Regions from separate parts of the Mus musculus genome. Here regions 1 and 2 are each linked to region 3. The links are chromatin contacts, called in public Hi-C and Micro-C maps. All regions are on one chromosome and are shown on one strand. Each heading gives the region's core, a stretch centred on a gene start, on an enhancer-like site or on the middle of the called end of the contact. The rest is flanking DNA. Distances are from core to core; before and after follow the strand shown.

Region 1 (3,924 bases), core at 932-3,431, 370 kb after region 3:
TGCTCAGCCAATGGATGACTTAGTCTTATAAGTGGTGCTTTGATGGCATTGGTACAAGTTAATGCTCCTTATAGGAAGTATTAGCAAATGATTATTTGCATTTATTATAGAGATACTATAATGACACAAGTTTTAAAAAATTCTCCAAATAGTTATGATTCCAAGATTTCTATTCCTTTCTTATCTTAGTACCAAACTCAAAACAAAACAAAGCACAATCCTTTTGTTTATTCAAGCAACTGTTGTTTGACTCTGGGTGTGCTGAGCACAGCTGCTACTTACTCTAATTGCTGCAAAGGAATGCAAAGGCGCAACTCACTGGCTTTTCTAGCTGCGCTTCTCCTTTGGCTGGTATTTTCATAGTTTATACTTGTTTTTAAAAGTTGCTATGATTTATGTAACAATATGAATAACTTCATGCTACTTGTGTGTTTGTATCAGTTATTTGTCTCATTGTCCTGACAAGATCAACTTAAGGAAGGGAGAGTTTATTTTGGCTCAAAGTTTGAGGGTACACAGTCCATCATGGCAGAGAAAGCATGGTGGAGGGAGAATGGAGCAGCTGGTCACATTTCAGGCCCAGTTAAGGAGCAGAGAGAGAGATGAATGCCAGAGTCCTGCTGGATTCCTCCCTTTTGTTTAGGTAGGACCTCAGCCTAAGGGATGGTGCTGCCCACAGTTAAGGTGGGTGTTTCTATTCCAGTTAACCAAATCTAGATAATCCCTCACAAGTATGCTCAGAGGCTAAGATCATCTACAGTGCCCTTTACAGGCACGCACAGAGGCTTGTCTCTTAGGTTATTCTAGGCTGTGTCAATTTGGCAATCAATACCACAGTAACCTATGTGAACACTTATCCTGTGAAGAGCTTATAAATGATTCTGTTTTCTCATTTCACCCTCAGTAGTTAGCTGGTATAATGAAGTATCTCCAAGGAGACAGACTGCATCCATATATTGGCAAATATGCTCCCATACAGCCAGACACCACTCTTCTCTCATGAAGGCGAGAGAGAATAAAGAATCTTTTACTGAAAGTCATATTTTCAATCCAGTGAGGCCAGAGCATTGATCGAACTGCATGTTATAGAGCCTGCAATTCTCTGAGGTCCCAGGAATCTGCTCTGACGCTTTGATGTCCATACCATTATCCTCAGGGAAATTAAATGGGTCTGGCACACAATCCTCCCTAGTTCAGGAGCTCATGGTATTGCTGTGATGGCTCTGAAGGCCTAGGGCCGCATCACCTCCCCACACTCTGTCCCCACCTCTGGTTGGAGTTCATAGATATTGACAACGAATACATTTTAAGCCTGCATGTTTCTTCACACATGGCCAGTGAACTAGGGTTAACATTTTGCAATGAAAACTTCTTCAGCTCTCTTGCTGTTGCAGGCCCTGGGGAGATGTGAGCCCAATGCCTCTCTATGTACTTCTTGCTTGAATTTTATTTCTATTTTCCAGAAGTTTCTGAATTATAAAGTTGCCTATCTGACCCTGTGACACTTGACATTTAAACTTAGGGGATATAGTCCTCAAAAGAATGGTTCTCAAGCTGGGCGTGGTGGCACACGCCTTTAATCCCTGCATTTAGGAAGCAGAGGCAGGCGGATTTCTGAGTTCGAGGCCAGCCTGGTCTACAAAGTAAGTTCCAGGACAGCCAGGGCTACACAGAGAAACCCTGTCTCGAAAAAAAAAAAAAAAAAAAAAAAGAATGGATCTCAACAGGTAGACTGATTTTGGTGAGACTGATCTTGGATATTAATTGACACATTTGGAAGGGAATGTCAGTTGTAGAATTGTGTCCATCAGATTTACCTGTGGGCATGCCATCCATGGGTATCTTCTTAATTGATGTAGGAGGTCCCAGCCCACTGCAGGTGGTGCCATCCTTATGTAGGGGCACTTATGCTATGTAAGAAAGGCAGACAAGCAAGCCAATAAGCAGTGGCAATTCTTCTACGACCTCTTCTTCGGTTTCTGTCTCCAGGTTCACGCTGTGCACCCTTACCTAGGATTTGCCTGAAGATGGACTACAGTCAGTAAATTAAAGTAAACTCTCTCCTCTTCGAGTTGCTTTTGGTCAGAGTGGTTTATCGGAGCAGAGGAAATGCAGACTGAAACAGAGATGAATACCAGGCATGCAGAACACTGCTCTGATGGATCTGACCATGTGTTGGGACTAGGATTGTGGAAACATTTGAAACATTTGGCTAGAAAGGGTGTTGAGTGTTTAGAGCTTACTGGGTCATTCTGTGAGTTCTTGGAAACTAAAAATGCTAAAAGAAATGGAGATGATGGAGGCATGGCTTGCCAACTCTGAGGGACACTCGAAAGTCCCCCAGAGAGTCTTCTAACATTCTTTGTGTGGTATGTTTTTGATTAAGAATTATGGAAGTCAAACCTTTGCTTTACTGTAACAATGGATGCTGGCCATGTGGGAATAAACACATCAGCTGTGATTAATAGGCAATCAGAATCAGAAGTGAAATCTGAGAATATTTCTCCAGGATTAGTGCACAAAAACCAAGTCTGTGGTCCAGAGGGGCAAATGCTGCTACTAAAGCTAGCAGCTGAACTCAGTGATGTGAAACAGTCTCTCACATGGTATTAAATGGTATTAAAGCTGCAGGATTGAATAGGTCATGGAGAGCAGCTGAGGCTTGGTGCTGTGAGAGTCCATTGGTTTAAGTGCAGCCTGGGTTGTAGTAGAGACCCCAGGATTGAATGGGTCATGGGGAGAAGCTGTTGTTTGGTGCTGTGAGAGACCAGGAGGACACTGGTGAAATACTTGTAGTTATAGTGAGACCCCAGAATATTCAAGCTGCTAGGATTGTGGGATATCCATGAGGAGCAGTGTCAGGTGTGGAGTGGAGCCAATATGAGTTCACCAGAAACACTGTCTATGTTCTGAGTGGCAGAGCTGGAGTGGGGCAGGGATGAGGGAAGGGGCTGTCCAAGTCCTTTGTAGCCCAGAATATCTTTAGTTAGTTCTTAACACCAGACGTTGAGCTTTTGACATTGTTGGATATTGGTTTTGCTTTGGGATGATTGTAATCTGCCCGGGAGGCGGGGGGGGGCAACCAGATCTCGAGAGCCAGTATTTAGCATTAGAACACAAGCAGCATCAGACCAACCCCCAACATGCAATGGGCTCTGCTAACAGAGGAACTGCTAGAGTCCTGTCCACTGCTTCCCTGGGAATGGTGCAATGCTGGGCCTGTAGTGTGGGTTCCATTATAAAGACAAACATGAGAACAAAAGCTTGGGAGTACACACAAGAGGACCTTAGATGCCATCACTCTTGGCAGGGGTCACTGGCCTGCATCAGTGAGCAGGTGGTCACTTCCAGGCAGTGTCTAAGTGACAACAAAAGCAGGGAGAGCCCCACTTAACCCTCGAGCACTCAGCAATGCAAAATGCATGGATGCCTATGACACCTGGGACTCTGGGTATTGGAAACCTTGACATGGTTGTGTTGTGATTATCATGGAGACTATTGGTGAGTGTGTATGGGAGGGTGTGTCCTGGAACACAAGATGTCAATTAAGGATTCTCTTCTGCTGAAGTGAGGACAGGAGCCTAATGGAAGTTGAGTCTGACCCTCTCATGTATACTGATTGCTATGAGGATTGTGGTGGGCAGTGTGTGGGTCCAAGGAATGAGGCCACCATGAACTGTCAAAGATGGGAGAACAAAGTGGGATCATGTCAGAGAGATTGGGAAACCTCCAGGCAGGTGGCCCAGGGATTTAGGTACCTAGAGACTACAGCAGGAGGTAAGATCTCCGTGGAGTAGAGATTGATGACAGGGTGACAGGGTCAAAGGGCAGACTTGTTGTATAGCTGTATGAGTGGCATCACCTTTTCTTTGAAATATGAGACCACACAGTTAATTTTCCATCTGTTAGTGATTGAGGGGTTTA
Region 2 (3,637 bases), core at 311-2,810, 310 kb before region 3:
CAGCTGTGAAGAGCTGACCTGAAAGGACAATTCCCAGTCAGAGCTTTTTTTTTTTTTTTTTAACCCCAGACCAAGGGTCATGTGTCGGCAGTTTTCTCTAAAACCAGTAGATGGCGATCTTCCATCCTTGGCCTGTTGACCCACAGGGATTAGCACTGACCTTGCCCCTCAAGGACAGACCTTTGTGATTGTGAAATTCCTAGGCAAATGAATGGATCTGGAGGGCATCATCCTGAGTGAGGTAACACAATCACAAAGGAACTCACACAATATGTACTCACTGATAAGTGGATATTAGCCCAAAACTTAGGATACCCAAGATATAAGATACAATTTGCTAAACACATGAAACTCAAGAAGAATGAAGACCAAAGTGTGGACACTGTGCCCCTTCTTAGAATTGGGAAGAAAACACCCATGGAAGGAGTTACAGAGACAAAGTTTGGAGCTGTGACAAAAGGATGGACCATCTAGAGACTGCCATATCCAGGGATCCACCCCATAATCAGCTTCCAAACGCTGACACCATTACATACACTAGCAAGATTTTGCTGAAAGGACCCAGATAAAGCTGTCTCTTGTGAGACTATGCCGGGGCCTAGCAAACACAGAAGTGGAGGCTCACAGTCAGCTATTGGATGGATCCCAGGGCTCCCAATGGAGGAGCTAGAGAAAGTACCCAAGGAGCTAAAGGGGTCTGCAACCCTATAGGTGGAACAACATTATGAACTAACCAGTACCCCAGAGCTCTTGACTCTAGCTGCATATGTATCAAAAGATGGCCTAGTTGGCCATCACTGGAAAGAGAGGCCCATTGGACACACAAACTTTATATGCCTCAGTACAGGGTAACGCCAGGGCCAAAAAAATGGGAATAGGTGGGTAGGGAAGTGGGGGGGGGTATGGGGGCTTTTGGGATAGCATTGAAAATGTGATTGAGGAAAATACGTAAAAAAAAAAAAAAGAAAGAAAAAGAAAAATGTATATATAAATCTAAGATATGAAACTTAAGTATGTTCTAAAAGTAAGATATCAAATATTTTGCCAAAACTTTATATGCCCCAATACAGGGGAATGCCAGGGCCAAGAAGCGGGAGAAGGTGGGTAGGGGAGCAGGGCAGAGGGAGGGTATAGGAAACTTTCGGGATAGCATTTGAAATGTATATAAAGAAAATAACTAATAAAAATAAATAAATTTTAAAAAAAAAAGGGGGGGCTGGTGAGATGGCTCAGTGGGTAAGAGCACCCGACTGCTCTTCCAAAGGTCAGGAGTTCAAATCCCAGCAACCACATGGTGGCTCACAACCATCCGTAACGAGATCTGATTCCCTCTTCTGGAGTGTCTGAAGACAGCTACAGTGTACTTACATATAATAAATAAATAAATAAATAAATAAATAAATCTTTAAAAAAAAAAAAAAAAAGGACAGACCTTCAACTCTATCTTGTCCTGGAATGTGAGGCCAGAGGCTAGCTCATCTTCTCTGCTAATTTATGCTTGCTCCCGATAACCTAGAAAACAGCTGCACAAGGTTAAAAACTAGATCTCCACTGGCAGCTACATAGACTCACTCCCTCGTGCGTGTCCTTGCGTCCCCTCTTTTCATACCAGTGGCATTCTCCAGTCACTGCCTCTCACAAATCTCCTATGCCTCTGGATTTTTCTGTTTTCTCAAGTCAGTTTGTTGTTGTTGTTGTTCTTGCTGTTGCTGCTGCTGCTGCTGTTGTTGCTGTTGCTGTTGTTGTTGCTGTTGTTGTTGTTGTTGTTGTTGTTGTTGTTGATCTGCTCCATGTTAAACCAGTTCAGGAGCATTCAACCTTTTGACATTCCAACATGAGGTTGTCATTCACAAAAATGTTGGCCACATTCACACAATCCTGGGATACCTGTGACTCATGAGCTGCAGGCTACACCCACCTGAACCTTTCTGCTCCTCCCCCAACTTCCTGTTCCTTCTCACTTGTAGCGCACCTTTCAGAGAGATTCCTCATTGCTTTCTAACCCAGCTCCTAATTCCAATGCTCACCAAGTGAAGTGGACAGCAAAGGACCTCACCTTGCAAAAGCCTCGAAAAATATTAGGCTGACTTTTCTGTGAAATAGAAGCATGAAGATTTTTGCATCGACTACCAGCAATACAACTCGTTTAATTTGGCTTTGATGTCTTAAAGGATTAAAATGTTGGTATCAGCCATAATATTTTAAAGCGAGCTAGAACACGTTGGCGGTTGTATCAAGAATCTGTTTGATGTCAAGGAATATGATTGCTGAAAAGGCATGGCATATGACTGATAAAATGGCATTAAAATGTAATGCTGGCAGTGGAGAATCTCAAAGATGGGGCGGGGGGCGGGGAGGAGAAGGTGGCCCTTAAAAGTGAGGACAGAGAAATGCAACTCAGGTGGGTGAGGTGCCACCAGCACCAGCTGAAGCTACTCAGGGCAGGCACTCAAGCAGCTTGCATCCCCTTTCAAAGAAGACCCTCGCCACCCTGTTTCTGCCTCAGAGGAAGAGCTAAGTTTAAATAGGTGGGGTTTCCCAGGGCCTCACGGTGTCCGTTTCTGCAGCAGGTGCCTGCCATCTGCCCTCACTGCCTGATCCATAATAGCCGACTTATGGTTCTTCCAAGGTGAAAGGTTCAGAATTAGTCTGGAAATAGGATTCACTTCTCCTCAGTTCCTCACAAGAGGGAGTAAGCCCCTTAGGGCCAGCTTCAGCCAGCTGGCAGTGATCAAAGCAATGAATGGATACTGGAGGACTAGAGAGAAAACCAGGAAAGATTTCTTCCTGGCAGTGTGAGCAGCAAAGTGTGAGCCTGCAGGTCTGGAGTTCCTCACTGAACCTAGTGTGTAGCCAGCCCAGATGAGTCGTCACCCCCCTGCCCAAGAACAGAAGAAGGAAGTCAGCTTGCCTTCCATCACACACTCTGCTGTGGATTTATTTTTATATCAAATAAGTAAGAAGCCTGTCAACTTGGCACACAGTTAATGTGTCTGCCCTGTGAGGGCCCTGTCTGCCCTTGATCTTCTCCATAGCCAGGGCCCCAATAAGTATGCAAATTGCACAACTGTCTTCTAAACATAGTAATGCCCTTTACTGGAATCCCTGGAAACCCGGAGCTTCTACATTTGATTAAGTCACAGCGTTATTTTAAGACAAGGCATAAGAGTTTGGTATACACTAAAAATTGACAACTAGCTTTTTACAGTGTCAGCTTTTAAAGCCAGCTTTGTAAATTTGCAGTGAACCCTGCACCTCTGCCCTTAGTTAGCCCAGAAGATTCCGTGCCCACAGAGTGGGCTGACCTTCACTTCAGATAATGTTCTCCAAAGGCAAGCTACCAAAAATACAAGGAAAATAAATTGGAATTTGTTATCCTGAATTACAAAAAAATGCATTTTGCTTAGATAGCAGGATAAACAGCAAGGAACCTCCAGAGGAAGCCTCTTTGACCAGATCATGGAGTGACTTTTTAAATCATGTACTTGTGTGTACATATACATGCTTTCTCTCTCCCCCCCCTCTCTCACACACACATACACACACACACACACACACACACACCCCACATACTCAACACTTAAGCAACTCTATGTGACAACTATTTCTGTTTCATCTTAGAGGTGGAACTAAGGTG
Region 3 (3,536 bases), core at 773-3,272:
AACTGGAATGTGTGGGGGAGCAGATGAGATCCTGTGTTATCGACATGAACGTGGGCATGTGAAGGACCACAGTGCCCCAGACACATGAAAATAGCAAGATGTTCTCCAGGTCTGACTCCACGGCAGGGGATTACAGCTCTCTCCTCCAGGATGACTGCAGCCTGGGTCTGAAGACACCCCATTGAGAATGAGGAAGACCCTCCTCCTCATTAGACTGTACACACAAAACTGGATTAGTTTCCTGGCTGCTGGTGCATCTCTGTCAGAGTGCATGGCCCATCCAGTCACAGCTTTTCTTCTATGGATTGGTTGCTTCTTTATTACCCAACATCCCTGTCAAGTCAATCCGAAAGTCATGCCGATCTCAATTACACTTTATGAAATATCACTGTACTGTCTTTGTCCCAATTTTCCTGGGAATTAAGGGGAAAAAATACTTCATCTTAAGCCAGTGACCTCTTCAGAGAAGTTATTTGAGAAGGGAACAGTTGCTTTCATGAGGATGGCGGTTAAGATGTTGGTATTATGCAGATCATGAACCCTTTAACAGGCCCACTCCCAACAAGTAACAACGTGTGTCTGCCCTAGAGAATGGGTACCCTTAGTACAGGAGGACAACTTGGCACGGTCAGATTGCTGTCCCCTGCCTAGTGCACGGCAACTGGCTTCTTGGGATGCGGAAGATGTCTGTTTGCGAGGCTCAACCTCTTTCCCCTTCCCTAAGCCTCCACCCCATCTTCATTCCAATAAACATACTTTTCATAAGAGAGAAGAGCTAGAGTATATATGTCTTGTTCAGGTGAGTGTCTTTTATTATATCAGTACCTACCCGTTGTACTGGTTTATGTTCTTTTTGTGTACTTAAAATGAACAGAAATGTATTTTCTTAGTAGCTTTTCAAGTCCTTGGGACCAAATTCCTGACAGAAATAGTGTGGGAGAGGGGAGGGGTTACTCAGGAGGTACAGTGGTATACATCAGGGAAGGCTTCTTCCACAATTGTACACACATCCAAGAAACACTGAGATTAAGCTTAAATGAGGAGTCAAGGCCTGATCTCTGACCTCCAGTGACCCATTTCTTCCAGCTAGACTCTCCCTCCCAAAGGTCCCACAGTCTCTGAAAGCCTAGCCACCAACGGGGAACCAAGTGTCCAAACAGTTGACCCGTGGAGGCATTTCATAGTCAAGCCATAGCACATACTTAGTTTCTAATTTGGGCCTTGATGAAAATAATTATTAATCATGGCACACTGATGTTCTTCTGGTGCTGGCATGAGGCTCTTCGTGTCTACACGGTGGCTATCCACGAAAGGCTGGCTGCTGCTTATGAGTGTTTGTAGAATGGTTGTAGTCAGTGCCCCGTTTCTCTCACCTGAGGAGGAAACTGAATAGCACCCTTCTGTAGCATGAAATAGAGATCTCTAAGTGTGGTCCAGACGGCAGGCAGATTGGTGTCTTCCTATGTAGCAGGCTGTGCTTTGTTCCTGGAAGGGTGGGCTTTCTTGCTACTCCTCTTCTTCTTTAATATCACAAGTTTGGTTTTTGTCATCTACAGAGATTTAGGAATTTATCACATTTTGTAGCCCTTTATAGTACACAACCATCGTTCCATTGTTGTTGTTGTTGTTGTTGTTGTTGTTTTTCTGTTTGACATTTGTCCTAGTTTCATTCTGTTGACGTTGACGGAACACTCTAACTAAAAACGATATGAGAATAATCTTAGGTATTTTCCCATTGCTGTGATAAAACACCATGACTAAAGCAACTTTATAAAAGACATCATTTAATTTGGCTTACAGTTTCAGAGAATTTGAGTCCATCGTGGCAGAGTGATGGAGCAGCTGAGAACTCACATCTTGAGCCACACCTACAAAGGAGAGAGAGCTAACTGGGAATCACACAAGTCTTTTGGAACCTCAAAGCCCAACCCCAGTGACACACCTCCTCTAGCAAGGCCGCATCTCCTGACACCTCCCAAACACTAACTGGGGACCAAGTATTTAAGCATGTAATTGTGTGTGGGGACGCCATCATTTAAACCACTACAAAGAGGACAGGGTTTGTTTGGCTTACATTTCCAGGTCACAGAAGTCAGGACAGGAAATGAATCAGAGACTATGGAAGAATGCTGTTTCCTGGCTTGTTCTTTATACATGCTCAGCTTGCTTTCTGATATATCCCAGGCCCACCTGCCTAGGGATGACACCACCCACTGGGGGTTGGAAGACAGTCTCTCACAGATGTGACCACAAGCCAATCTGATCTTGGCAGTTCCTCAGTTGAGACTCTCGGGTGACTCTGGGCTGTGTCAATTTGAAAGCCAGAGCTAAGTAGGACAACCTCACAAGTAAATAAGAATGACAATTTTTTTTTTTAATTCTCATAGGCAGAAAACTAAAGTTCAAAGGTTGATAGCCTAGAATCCTCATATTAGACAGTGGGCTTCATACCCACTATAGAGAGGGGAGGTCAGGGGGGCCAGAGCTCTGAAGCTGTTTACAGCAATGGTTGCAGCCAAGTGGGAGATGGATATTACAGAGACAGAAGTGAAGCATGGTGGGAAATTACTGTCTGAAGGAGACCAATAGCTATTTGGCTTTTATTAAATTATATTCTCACTGACCAGTGCTTCTGGAATACTATATTTGCCTCTTGTGGCCAGCCAGGGCCCAGGAAGGCCCTTGTGTCTGCTGTAGTTTGAGAATGAATGATGAAGCTATAATTGAACTAAGGGTGCTGAGATTGTATAAAAATCTTCCAACAGCTCCAGCCTCCTGAACCCTGTTAGAGTGATTGTCAAGATCTGACTCCTTGGGGTTTCCTCAGTAGCAATTTTGATTTTATCCTGGCCTGTTCTTTATCCCACAGCCTCCTTACTTTTAGCCTCAGCCTCCTCGTTTTTCTGTCTGGCTCTACAGGTATGGCTCTGAACATGTGATTAGCACAGAGGATCCCTGTTCAAGTACAGCATTTGATCCTCGGGCTATAGAGGAATGGAAGGGTGGGTGCTCTTAGGTGGTTCTGTCACCATACCTTGGAGAGAAGGGGATCACAGAGTGTGAAACAGTGCTTTCCGGTCTTAATGAGGAAGGGCATGGGTATGACCAGTGACACCAAGTGTGTAGCTGGCAGGGTAAGATCATTGAACTCAATGATGGTGTCAACCTTAGAGCCATAGACCTTCTAAAGACCTGTTAATCAAATCCTCAGGCTAAGAAGTTGCTAATCCTTCCCAGTCTCCATTAACACAATGCACTCCAGGATGTGCCTCTGAGTGAAGGGAGCCAAGCATCTCTCAGTCCTCTTCCACTCGCCCAGCTGATGGTTGCCTACCAACATTCTGTTGGTAGCCCAAGTCTCCTAACTCATGAAGAACTTCATTAAAGTAGAGTTCTAGCTGCCATATGAGCATCATCTGAGGCCAGCAAGATTCATACTTGGTGATGAGACTGCTGTAACACCAGCTGAGAGAGAGAGAGAGAGAGAGAGAGAGAGAGAGAGAGAGAGAGAGAGAGAGAGAGAGAGAAGAGAGAGA

Evidence for each region. A called contact is a pair of places that touch in the nucleus more often than the background predicts.
Region 1: a Hi-C map of muscle stem cells shows a contact between it and region 3, with 2.1 times the contacts expected there. The contact joins two enhancer-like sites. A contact is called at or near these places in 2 of 484 Hi-C or Micro-C datasets (muscle stem cells and myocytes) and 1 of 9 other capture datasets (embryonic stem cells).
Region 2: a Micro-C map of trophoblast stem cells shows a contact between it and region 3, with 2.6 times the contacts expected there. The contact joins two enhancer-like sites. A contact is called at or near these places in 5 of 39 promoter capture datasets (the C10 cell line, the HPC-7 cell line, liver and 1 more), 1 of 15 datasets of contacts at CTCF or cohesin (the NIH/3T3 cell line), 8 of 484 Hi-C or Micro-C datasets (the HL-1 cell line, cerebral cortex, embryonic stem cells and 2 more), 9 of 115 datasets of contacts at active chromatin or transcription factors (cardiomyocytes, embryonic stem cells, extraembryonic endoderm stem cells and 3 more) and 1 of 9 other capture datasets (embryonic stem cells).

What each region holds. Positions count from the first base shown.
Region 1 is chr17:9,815,933-9,819,856 of GRCm38.p6, reverse strand. No RefSeq gene overlaps it. Among named protein-coding and RNA genes, the nearest start is that of 4930452A19Rik, 42 kb to the right of the region's middle. Within about 2 kb of position 2,181, at least 2 of the 459 cell types and tissues checked have an H3K27ac peak or open chromatin away from gene starts, as enhancers often do. A contact at or near this core is called in muscle stem cells, where this site is marked.
Region 2 is chr17:10,497,389-10,501,025 of GRCm38.p6, reverse strand. The region is part of intron 4 of Pacrg (PARK2 co-regulated); the gene reads left to right. The region is part of intron 2 of Gm16168 (a long non-coding RNA gene); the gene reads right to left. Among named protein-coding and RNA genes, the nearest start is that of Gm16168, 6.0 kb to the right of the region's middle. Within about 2 kb of position 1,560, at least 22 of the 459 cell types and tissues checked have an H3K27ac peak or open chromatin away from gene starts, as enhancers often do. A contact at or near this core is called in trophoblast stem cells, where this site is marked.
Region 3 is chr17:10,189,762-10,193,297 of GRCm38.p6, reverse strand. No RefSeq gene overlaps it. Among named protein-coding and RNA genes, the nearest start is that of Gm34972, 45 kb to the right of the region's middle. Within about 2 kb of position 2,022, at least 4 of the 459 cell types and tissues checked have an H3K27ac peak or open chromatin away from gene starts, as enhancers often do. A contact at or near this core is called in muscle stem cells and trophoblast stem cells, where this site is marked.